2 separate regions of the Mus musculus genome follow, and region 1 is linked to region 2. Evidence: chromatin contacts called from public promoter capture Hi-C data. All regions are on one chromosome and are shown on one strand. The core of a region is the stretch at or near the end of the contact, and the rest is flanking DNA. Distances in the headings are between cores, read along the strand shown.

The links. Promoter capture Hi-C pulls out the DNA fragments that hold promoters and counts their contacts.
Region 1: a contact with region 2 is called in a promoter capture Hi-C map of liver, with 4 times the contacts expected there. The contact joins the enhancer-like site here to the promoter of C2cd4a in region 2. A contact is called at or near these places in 14 of 39 promoter capture datasets (the 3T3-L1 cell line, 3T3-L1-derived adipocytes, the C10 cell line and 8 more).

What each region holds. Positions count from the first base shown.
Region 1 is chr9:69,437,540-69,443,342 of GRCm38.p6, forward strand. No RefSeq gene overlaps it. Among named protein-coding and RNA genes, the nearest start is that of Anxa2, 13 kb to the right of the region's middle. Within about 2 kb of position 2,397, at least 99 of the 459 cell types and tissues checked have an H3K27ac peak or open chromatin away from gene starts, as enhancers often do. A contact at or near this core is called in 3T3-L1-derived adipocytes, the HPC-7 cell line, hematopoietic stem and progenitor cells and 2 more, where this site is marked.
Region 2 is chr9:67,827,956-67,834,097 of GRCm38.p6, forward strand. It overlaps C2cd4a (C2 calcium-dependent domain containing 4A), which reads right to left and starts at 4,375. Exons shown (of 2, transcript NM_001163143.1): 1 at 4,295-4,375; 2 at 2,577-3,847. The coding sequence starts at 3,804. The coding sequence ends at 2,800.

The DNA of each region.
Region 1 (5,803 bases), core at 1,147-3,646, 1.6 Mb after region 2:
TGTGTTTCCTAGTTTACACCAGGAGAAAGTACAGTGTCAGTAATATGGACTCTTCCTGGCATAAAGATGTCCATCATGGAGAAATACCCAAGAGGACCCAAACCAGAGACAGTCTATAAAGCAAGTGGGTGGAGATTTTCAAGAATCCAATCTTTTCTATGAAAGACAGAGGAAGGCTACAGAGTTGTTCCTGGTTGTGGACACTAGCTAACTGACTCATGACCATGGTTTAGATTTGGTTCCTAGTCCTGTGGAGGGGATCATCAGAGCAGCATACCGTGGCACACGTAGGTTAGTGAGTATCGGTAGATGAAGGCTAATCTTGTTTTAACCTTGCGAGGCCAGAGAGTAGCCAAATTTGTGAAGTAAATGCCTATGTGTATATTGATATGAGATATGATGTCTAACTTATTTACAAGTTGGAAGACTTTTAGATGTGGAAGGGGCAGTAGGAAGCATTGATATTAGGTATATAAGAGCAATGTGTATACTTACATGTCTTTCTGCAATGTTGTTATGAATTTAGGGTTATGGCAGAGTAGATCTTTTTGAAAGGTACTATTTGCATTATTGGGGAATTCAGGGAAAATAAAGACTAAGTAGAAGAGTGTTATTAGACTCAGCCCTCCTCTGATGCTGATTCTGATGTGAAACAGCCAGCAGTACAGGTGAGTGGGGAGGGAGGCGACCAGGGAGAGTAGAGAGGCCCTGAGCAGAATGTGGAAAGGAAAATCAGTAAACCAGAAAGAGTACCCAGGGGAAGGGAATTGTGATTTTTAGAATGGTGTGAACTTGTATTTTTAGACTCATTTTTACAATACTAATTTAATGTTAGCCTAACTCAATGGATTCAGTCAGCCTGGCCTGCACAGTGGGACCCTGTCTCCAAGGAAAGAGAAGGGGTAAAATCAAAGATTCCGTTTGAAGGATAACCTACTTTAAAATCTCTTGAAGACAGTCTTCCCAGCTGCAAAGCTTGTCTGAACTTGAATACATAGCCTCTGCTTCTTCATGCGATTCCACCACCAAAACCCAAAAGCTTTATCTGCAGTCCTTGGGATGCTGAGAAAAATACCTGTTCACCACTGACGCAGATTGTTCTTCAGTGACAGAGTGTTTGCAAACCAGCCTCTGCACAACCGGCATCCAACATAAACTGCTGAAACAGACTTTGAACTGTAACCTTTTCCATCCCACCTATTAGCAATGCTTCCAATAAACAAAGACAATATTGTGTCCACTACCAGTGTTCCTGCTTCTAGAATTCATGAGGCGATCAATATTTTTTTTGTCTCCGAGGATGTCATCAGAAAGCGAGGAAGGGCTAATCAGTGGGTACAGAGCTTTTCTTGGGTAGAAGAAATAAGCCCCAAAAGTGCTGCTGTCCCAGAGGCAGGGCAGGAAAAGATATGGAACTGATCTGTTTCAACAAATTCAAAAAAAAAAAGATTGAAACTTAAGTGGGGAATGCTTAAGGAGTCAGATATGCTCACCCAGTTTGAACATTACATAATTTAAAACATGAGAGGATACTTCATAATTATGTTTGAGTTTAATATGTCAATTAAAAACATCATTTGGGAAGCACGGAAGAATGCATCTATAATAAAGAGACTAGAACGTGAATAGATTCAGATTAAATGATGATTTTAAGAGCTGTTTGTTTTATTGGGTGAGAGAGTTAGTACTCCTGTACAACTAAGGCATAGAATGCATTGGGTGCGAGAGAGGACTCCATGGATAAGAGCTCTGGCTACTCCTCCAGGGACCCAAGTTCAGTTTCCAGCCCTAACATGGCAGTTCACAAATGTCTTTAGCTCTAGTTCCAGGATATGGACCGTCCCCACTCTTCTGGCTTCCAAAAGTACTGCATGTTACATGCACATAGTACACAGCCATGCAGGCAAAATAACCTGCATAAAAATTTAAAGAAGTCCAGCTGGGTGTGGTGGCACACGCCTTTAATCCCAGCACTCAGGAGGCAGAGGCAGGCAGATTTTTGAGTTCGAGGCCAGCCTGGTCTACAAAGTGAGTTCCAGGATAGCCAGGGCTATACAGTCTCGCAAAACCAAAAAAAAAAAAAAAAAAAAAAAAGAAAAGAAAAGAAAAAATTAAAAAGTCCTTTTTAAATATAGTGTATTTTACTTCCAGTTTGTATATTGTAGAATCAGTCTTTTATGTTTAACCAAATAGTCTAGGGCCTCAAAATATTGCAAACACATTGACTGTCCTGCAGAATGACACACTAGAATGCATTTTGCAAGTATGTCTGCCCTCTGCCCTACCAAAAGTGATGAGAATTCTAACTCCCCAGTGCCTCTGCAGGCAGATGACAGTTCTGTCCAGCTCCAACCTACAATCTCACACAGTTGCACAACCAGTTAGTGGCTTCAGAGTACAGTAAGAGTGCTGAAGGAAGTTGTGAAATCTCAGAGCATTAAGCTTGACCGTCTTTGTGCCCCAGTGTGTGAAGGGTGGCGGGGGAGGCTAATAGAGTGGTCGGTCAGTCCCTAATTCAGTTTGGCTCTTTTTAATGCTACACCCTAGTGCCTGCAAACTTTTACTCATAAGGAGCCAGCACTATGTAACTTAGTAAGTGCCCGGGGCCAAAATGTCATTCGGCATCCAGGGGAGTGCTGAGTTTGCTGACAGGAAGCCTTCTGCCTCCCAGCAGCCAGCTTATGCTAATTCACATCCAGCAGGCTACGGCTGTCAGCTACAACTTTGAGGGGTTAAGAAATGTCAGTGGATAAGCTTTGAGGTAGCCAGCCCTGTGTGCGTGTGTGCATGTGTGTGCATGTGCATGCATGTGTGTGCATGCATGTGTGTGGGGGGTGGGGGGTGGGTGGGTGTGTGTGTCTGTGTGTGTGTGTGTGTGTGTGTGTGTGTGTGTGTGTGTGTGTGTGTGTGTGTAAAAGCCAGAGGTCAACCTTGGGTCTGTTTTTAGTTTTTCTCTACCTTGTTTTTGAGACAGGGTCTCTTTCTGTGTCCAGAGCTCTCTGGATCAACCAGTCTAACAAGACCCAGAGATCTCTCTGTCCCCATTCGCTAGTGCTGGGATTCCAAGTTTACCGCCATGCCCGGCTCTTTTATGTGGGTTGGGAGGGTGGGGGAAGGCGGGGTGCACAGCATGTATTTTACCAAATGAGCTCTCTACCAGTCCTCCAGAGCTGGCGATTGTTAGAAGAGTGGTTGGGACTAGCACTGAGGTTGACTCTCAACCCTATCTCTTCTCTCTTCAAGCCTGGGTCTTTTTATTGCTAAAGTCCTCATGCTTCTCAGCATATTCTACAGGCTAGCCACTTAATGCTTAATTTATCGAATAGCAACTTAAATAGATAGAAAATTTCCTTTTAGGTGGCAAGTCAGTGTAAATGTGAATCGGTGTCAGATTGAATCAATGAGGGGCATAACTACTATTTGGGACCAAACTTTGAAAGGAGTTTTGGGAATCTCAAGTTGGGAGATAAAGTACAACCCTGCGGAGGAGCACATACAGCCATGAGCTGTTGGAATAGCAGGTCACCCCGTGGGGTGAAGGCCTCTCCATTGGGGAAGTAGAGGAGGAGTCAGCCTACAGGATATGCTGCTCAGGGGACTTGTGGGGGGAACATTGTGGAACATTCTGCTGACATGGGGGTTAATCAAAAGCTTTTCATGGGACTTGGGGTAGAGTAGGCAACATGGCTGACCTTCTCTAAAGAGATTCATTGTACAAGAGATGGAGGATAGGCTGGGAATGAAGGCAGTCTGAGGGCAGTATGGGGAAGCTACCTTTTGATGGAAGCCTAAGGACACAGTGAAAGCTCTTCCTGGGCAAGCCAGCCACCCTATGTCTTTAATGCCAAACAAACCTGCCATAATTGTTGGAATGCAGCCATGCCCTGGCTTGGAGGTTCAGTGGCAAATGTCCTAGAGATAGCTAAGTCCTAGGGTGGTGAGTTCTGCATGCAGCCTTCCTGTGAACACACCAGGTATCTGTGCTTACTTGAAAACATAGAGCTAAATAAAGTACAGGCTTCTTTCTGCACGTTCTCTATGGAGAATTGAACTCCGGATGCATCATTTGAAGAAACTCTGGCTCTGAAAAAAGATCAGTGACTTTCCAAGAAAGTCACTTAAGAAATAATAGCTCAGGGGCTGAAGAGATGGCTCAGCAATTATGACAGTTATTACTTTTGCAGAGGACCCAAGTTCGATTCCCAATATCATGAGACGGTTCACATACATCTGTAATGCCAATTTCATGGGATCCAACAGACATGCATGTTGTATACACACATGCATGTAGGCAAAACATTCATACACACAAAGTAAAAATAAATAAATAAATTAAAAACAGCTCAGGTTTGAAAATGTATCTCAGTTAAGAGCGTGCCCACCTAGCATGTAACCCTGACTTGATTAAACATGGTGGCACATACCTATAACCCCAGCACTGAGGAAGTTGAAGTATCAGAAGTCCAGGATCATCCTTGGCTGTATATTTAGCCCATGGCTAGCCTGGATATGTGACTGAGAAAGGCTTTGAACTGTCTTCTACCTCTACTGGCATTACCGGTCTATACTCCTATTCAGCCCTTGGTGTGTTAGCTTTTAAGAGCCTTCTGTTGTAGCGTCCTTACCTATAACTATGGTACCACTGAAATGTCCACCTCAGCCCTTGAACCTTTACCACTTTATCCTTCCCTCCAAACAAGTAATTTTTAAAGTAGTATTGCTCTTTCTGAATTATTTAGTATATCAGCAAACTATAAAAGCTTGATTGGGCTAACAGATCTCTACTTTGAACCTCATATCAAAATGATTAAATGTCTTTAAAACAAATGCAATCCTGTTGCATTCATAAATCAGTGTCCTCAACTAAGGGCCTGGCCGTGGCTTTGTGTACCTTTAACCCCAACCGGACAGTTTTCTATCCTCCTGCTAACTTCTGCCCTCTTAGTCACCAGACTTGGCTGGGAGTGACCGTTAGCTTTTCCACAAAACTATGACCAGGATTTGCTTTTGACAGAAATACTTAAGCAGTGGAAGATAGTCTCACAATGGAGTGATTAATCATGTCCCTAGTGACCAACCTCGCCACCAACCTTTATTCTGGATGGGTGGTATAAAAATAAACAGTCACACCTCTGCCCAGCCACTTCCTGCCTGTCCAGAAGGCATGGGCGTGTATTCTATTTCCTCTTTGACTTTTAGGTTGTGCAATAACTTCAAAGAAACCTGAGTAACTGAAGCATTGGTTCAGAAAGAGTGGCTTGCTGTTCTCTAATGGTTAACTGTCCCTCACAGGGCTGGTCTTTTCTTCCTGTGTTCTCAGACACTTGTGTTTCTTTTCTGATGTTTGCCAACTTATAATTATTGCTTCCATAGTTCCTGTTGCCCAGCCCAGTCTAGTGCCGTGCCTGACACTTAGTGGAGTCTAATGTTGGCTGCAATAGATGAACCCATCCCGGAAGTCAGGGACGGTTATAACCATATTGATCCTGGCAGCTTAGCGGGGAGGGGCATGGAGGAGCCAAACCAAGAATGCTTCCATCTATTACAGGATAAGCTTTTTTTAATCTCTAATTTTATAGAAAAATATTTATAAAAATTTGATAAGAAAGGAAATTCATTCTCTCTGTGTCTGTCTCTCTGTCTGTCCCTCTGTCTATCTCTGTCTTTTTGTTTCTTTCTCTCTGTCTCTCTGTCTCTGTCTCTCTCTCTGTCTGTCCCTCTCTCTATCTGTATCTCTCTCCTAACAGTTTTTCTGAGTCCTTCCTTTTGAGCTGCATAGCCTGAGACTGGAGTTGTGTCTTTG
Region 2 (6,142 bases), core at 3,125-5,624:
TTCACTTGAACTTGTGGGGATCTTCCAGGTTGAGATTACAAAGGTGCATCACTAAGCCCTCCCTTACTATTATAGGATGTTTTTACACCTTCTTTCTCATTTATATTTAGTTATTTTTGTTTTGGGGGAATTCTACTACAATCTAATATTGAACAATTTCAACAACATCTGTTTTTGAGCTGGATGTGGTGACAAATGCCCATACTTCCAGCAGCTGGGAGGTGGAGCTAGGAGAATCAGGCGTTCAAGGTCATCTTTGGCCACATAGCTATTTTGAGATGTCCAGACTGGGGGTATAAGAGAAACCATTAAAAAAAAAAAGATTATGAAAAAGAAAGAAAGAAAAAGAAAACAGAGCTTTGATTACTTGAGATGGTCTACCAAGGTGAGCTCCACGAACAAACCCTGACCAATCCACTAGAGGGCAGCAAGCACAACCAAATTTAGCTTTGCTTCCAGACAAGACTGCCGGTCTATATATTACAGACATGACTTGTTAAATGTGATTCAAATGAGCTCAAGGATGTGCAGTAAATCTATGCAACTGTTTCTCTTTTGTAATCAGTGGTGCAGGAGTTCACTAGGTTAGCAGACAAAAGAATTAGTTCTGGTTTTAGCTCTTACAAATCATGTATGTGATTTGAAGCCATCTAATATTTACCATTTTGACCCACTCTTAAGACATTATATAGTCACACAAAAACGATTGCTTTTTCATTGTACTTCGGTCTCTTAGGAATCCTTCCCACTACAGTCTTAGACTTCAACTGTAACCTTTACTGATGGGGATGCTGGTTAGAAAGACCCACCAAGATTTCTTGGAGAATCTAGGACTTTAAAATATATCAATTTACCTTCTTGGAGAAATTTGCCTAATAAAATGGCATGTGTATAATCTAGTGTGGATAGAGACTGCACTTTCTAGAATAAAGACTGGCCACACCTCAACTACCAGTGCAAAGAAAACAGAAAACCCACAGCAACATGTCACACAGCTAGGTTGTTTGCACTTTCTATTCTCACTTTAGGAGACCTCTAAAATCATGAAAAGGCTTATACACAGAAAAACAATAGGCTTGAAGGGCAAGGATATAGTAAATACGAAAAAGGGCAGGAGTCGGACAAGAACTACTGTTCCACCATCGCTCATGTGGCTAACAACAGCAAGCTGCTAGAAGCAGGGGATTTAGACTGTGGTGATATTTTCCACTGGTCGCTGTTGTAAATCCTCACCTCAGTATTCAGTCTGAGATGTACCAGAAACGGAAACTCTTTTCTTAATGGCATCCTTTGGGGGCACCCATTGTTAACACTGCCAAACAGAGTGGTCACGGAAACCATTTCTGAGTCCAGCCTGATAATGTGGCCACCGTTTATGCTGTCTTGTACATTTTAATGTGGTTTGCCCTTGCTTAGGCCATGTCTTCTACTCACCTGCCCAAGAAAGGGAGGAGTAACCCAGCTTGATAGTGAGTATGAGGGATGAAGGAAAACCATCCTTAGGACACAGGAAAGCTTATTAGAAGCCAGAGGTAGAACACCATCCTGTGTGCTCTCCAGTGTGCTGCAATGGCGGATTAGCTCAGCGGGAGTCAGTGGAAATGGGGTTCTGGATCCTATGGGTCTGAGGTGGCTTAGCATTTTCCTCAGTCTCAGACTGATGGCATTAGCATTTGTCCATATGTCACCGTTTCCACCAGTCTGCTTTCCCTGATGAAAATGGGGAATATGATTTCAAACTCAGAACCATTTTTTTCAGACACTTTTGGAGGATGAATATTTATTTGTTTGTTTGTTTATTTCAGGCAGGGGCTCATTTAGCTTATGCTAGCTTTTACTCCCTGCATAGCAGAGGATGACCTTGAACTCCTGACACATCTGCTTTCTCCTTCCAGTATTGTGATTACAGGTGTGTGTTGATAGGAACTAAGGGTCATACAGTCCTGGGGATGGAACCTAGGACTTTGTATGTGTGAGGCAAGCACTCTACTAACTGAGCTATGCCCCAATTCCCAGACAAGCATTTTAATACTGACGTCCAACATTCAACCCCCGACTTTTCTTTATTTTGTGCCTCAGTATTCTCATCTGCAAGATGGGAATAGTCGTGCCTATTATTAGGGTTGGGGTGAGGTCACCCCGGAGTAAAGCTTGCAGGGATTTTTCCTCTCCTTCCCTCATGAAGGTCCCACAATCTTCACTAGATTCCAATTATGGCCATGAGGCCTGGTGGCAAGCACCTTTACCCATTCATCAATGTTACTAGACACTGGCCTTTCTTATGTAACATCTTAATGCATCGTAAGTAACTGACACTATCAGTCTCAAAGGACGCCATGGAATAAATGAACTTTAAAAACGAGGCTGGTCTGACATCGACAGTAACTATTTTCCAGTTGGAATGTGTGAACAGATTAAATACAATTGCTGCCTACAGTGGGGAACACTGCTCAACACTACCCCATTGCACAACAGAAATTTCAAGGTGTCTGCCCACACAAAAAGAAGCGACGTATATTACTATAATAATTTAGGATTAGCTCTGCCAGAATTGGACTGAAACAAAGCCCTGGCTAGAAAAATGAACACATGTTTATTTTGTACAAATGGCTGTCAGTCATTGTCCAAGAGCCAAGAGGCTGAGAGTGTGCCAGGACCAAAACCTAAGAGTGTCTCAGGGCCAAGAAGCTGCAAGTGTTCCAGGACCAAGAGGAGGCTACAAGTGTCTCTGGGCCAAGAGTCTCTGTGCATCTCATGGCCAAGCGACCTTAGGTGTCCAGGGCTCCAGGGAAGCCGCGCTCATAGCAGTAGCAGAGAGCCCAGCAGCAGCTCGCCCTGGCCCAGCCGCCGTCCCTTGCTCTCCGCCTTGATGCGCACGGCCAGGCGGCGCAGCTGCTCCTCCGGGAGCCGGTCAAAGCAGCAGTCCTGGTCCAGGGCGGCCTTGCGGCTGCGGCGGACCACACTGGCACGCTGCTGGCCCGACGGCCTCAGCACCAGGCTGAGGCGGCAGCCCAGGGCGCGGGGTTCCAGCGCGGCGGCCGGGCCCTCAGCGCGCAGCAGGCGGAGGCGGAGGCAGGCGCTGCGCGGACAGTATTCGGCCGCCAGGCGCAGCGTGCAACCCCCGCGGCCCAGAGCCACGCTGGCTTCAGCTTGCAGGCGCTCGGGATCCGGGCTGCTGGGGACCGGGGGCGCGCAGGAGGCGGCGCGCTCGTGCTCGTCGCCGCGGCACGGGGGGCGCGCGCTGGCCAGACGTCGAGGGGCTCGAAGTGCGCGGCTCAGCAGCTTGCCCGGGGAGCGTAGGAGGCGGCGTCTGCTGGGAGCAGGAGTGGGCGTCGGGACCCGGGCAGCGTCTGGGTCGCCCGGGGCAGGGCGCGGAGCGTCCGGGACTCGGCGGGGGCTCGCGTAGGTGTGCGTGCGGTGGCGAAGCCCAGGCCGGCGGACCGGGACACCTGGGTGGCCGAGGAAGAGCGACTCCTTTCGGCGCGTGTGCGGGCTCTCGAGCAGCGCGCAGAAGCCGTAAGCGGTGCGCGCGCGGGGTAGGTGCGGCAGCGAGAGCGCAGCCTGGGAGCGCGGGTCCCAGTCTGTGCGGCCCGCGCCGTCGTCGGCCTCCGTGTCTGCAGCCCAGGCTTCGCGCAGCGCAGCCCAGGCCGTGCTAGGTTCCAGCCTCGGCGGGATGAAGAACTCTGGGATGCGGTCTGGAGTGAGCACGTTTGCGCACGCAGCGGATGAGCGAGCTTTGGAGCGGTGGACGCGCCCCGGGAGAAACCCATCTCGGTCCCGCAAGAGCCGCTCCAGACACCACATCTGGCCGCTAGTGTCTGAACCCTGTGATCCTGTTCCAGGCTGCCTGCAACACATAAACACATACCAGTCAGAGACAGTCTGGAGGAAAGCAGGAATTTCTGTCTCTTTTCTTTGACATCGTCCTGTCCTGAGCCTTACAAGACAAAATGCATCCCTCACCACAATTACAAACTGTTTTTACAGATTGAAAAACAATCGTATATCGCCCACCCTGTCTCTAGTCAGATGCCAGGTAGATTTGCAGTTTGCTTCAGTCTTTTCCGTCCTACCTCTTTACCTTTGTCTTCTAACTTGCGCCTCTGTCCCTAGTTCCAAGAGGCGCTTTGCTTTGATCATTTGTGCACTCATTTCCTGAAACCTTAAGTGTCTAGTACACTCTAGTTCTGCGCGAGAACACACACACACACCCCAGAAATGGTTTCTCCTTCTAGAGAGCTTCGGGCCACCTGGGTCTAACACCCAGGAGGGAACTGGATTCCCATTCATATACCTGGTATTCAGAGTCAGATGGTTTTCCAACCCGGAGAAACGCGGAGAAATTCAAAAGAGCGCGGCAGAGTTGATTCCTGATGTTCCAGGATAGCTGGTCCGGGCTTTTATACGAGCTGTCACGCTGCTGCTTGGTAACCTGACGCCTGGCCCTCCCAGGTCCCTCTGCCACGTGGATGGATTTGCTGAGCTGATCCTGCAGCTAGTTCTGCTGTGGTTGGAGCTGTTCTCTAAAACCCTGAACGAGTTTGTTTCCTCACATGGAAAACAAGATTTAGTGTGGACCATGTCGCAGTCCTTGTGAGGACGGATGGGCAAAATGAACGTGAGTGCACAGAAGCACTCTGCACGCACCATTGGAAAGAAGCCAGAAATCGGGTTTGTCTTACCCAAATGGCCGTTCCCATCTCCCACCTTCTTGCTGCCAGCATTGCCTTTTTTTTTTTTTTTTTTTTTTAACTTTCTGCTTTCTGTTCTGATTTTAGAGGTCATTTCTCTGTTGATTTTAAATCACTCTTGGGTGGTGGTGGGGGTTATGGGGTTCCGGAAACGTTACATATTTGTCTTGGGTGGGGTTACAGGGGTGTATTCCTATGTAAAGAAATCATCCAGTGTACACTTAAGATATATATTTTAAAATAAAAAAAACCACAGCCTTCTTAAGCAGGATGCTAATTTTTAACTAGGGATTCAATTATACTCCACACATCCAGCCACTGGTATCGTCCCTTTGGAAACACACACTAGCCATATCTGACCTTTGCACACTGTGTCTATCTGAGACCTCCATCCTTTCTCTTGAAAACTGGTGTTTATCCTTTAAGAGAGTTGCTTGCAGCTCGAGTGGAAAGAGATTCCGAAACATCTGGATCAGAGTATGGACATAGGGTATTTCTGAGTAGCTGCCTTGCAAATTAATGGCCTCTTCAAGCAGTGTTGAATGAGTTAGTCAACTTTAGGCAAGTGGGGGGGGGAGGTTCTGTTTGGGGCATGTCCTGTGTGTGTTTTGCATACAGAACATACAGGTAATGTGCTATAAAGTTGTCACAGAAACCTTAGGAAATTTGGATTATCCATGTTTTATAAACAAACACCTCCCCCCAGCACTTCAGATGTTAAATAACTTACCCATTGTCACTAAGGAAGGAAATGAAAGGAATGCCCATTAATGAGTAGTAAATGCATTATTAGGGGAGTAATATATATTGTTACGCAACGTGAATGGAACATAGCAAATGTTAAAGACACAAGCAGTGAGTTCTGCTGTTCTAGTGTTCTGTGGCATCAGTTTGGTTACTTTCAATGAGAGTGGGAACAGTGGCAGAAATTAAGAACACTGGCTTTGAATTCACGGCAGACAGGTATCTTACTATGAGCAGCTTATTATGAGCAGGTTACTGAGTGTTTCTGAGCCTTGGTATCCAACGTAAAGACCACAATAATACACAGTGTGGGTTTGCCCTTGGATAACATATGCAATGCAAATGAACACTTTAGCATAGGACCAGATGTGCATAATGTTAGCTGTTCTGTCCGCTGTCAGTACTTTAAACACTCCTTAGATCATTCATGTGTTTAAAGCAGAATTTATATACTGCTTCCTGGGTTCTGTCATGATAGATCCATGAATCCAGGCTGTCCCAGACCCAGTCAGCTTATGTTCAACTCTTAGAAGAAAAAGGAAATGGTAAAGTTGAAATATTTGAATTTCATCTAGCCAGGGAGGTAGTAAAGAAGAAAAAATGTAAAACTATTTTATTTTTAATATGTGTATGCACATGAGGGCACATGTGCGCGCGCGCGCACACACACACACACACACACTCATGCACGTGCCTGCACCCAGAGG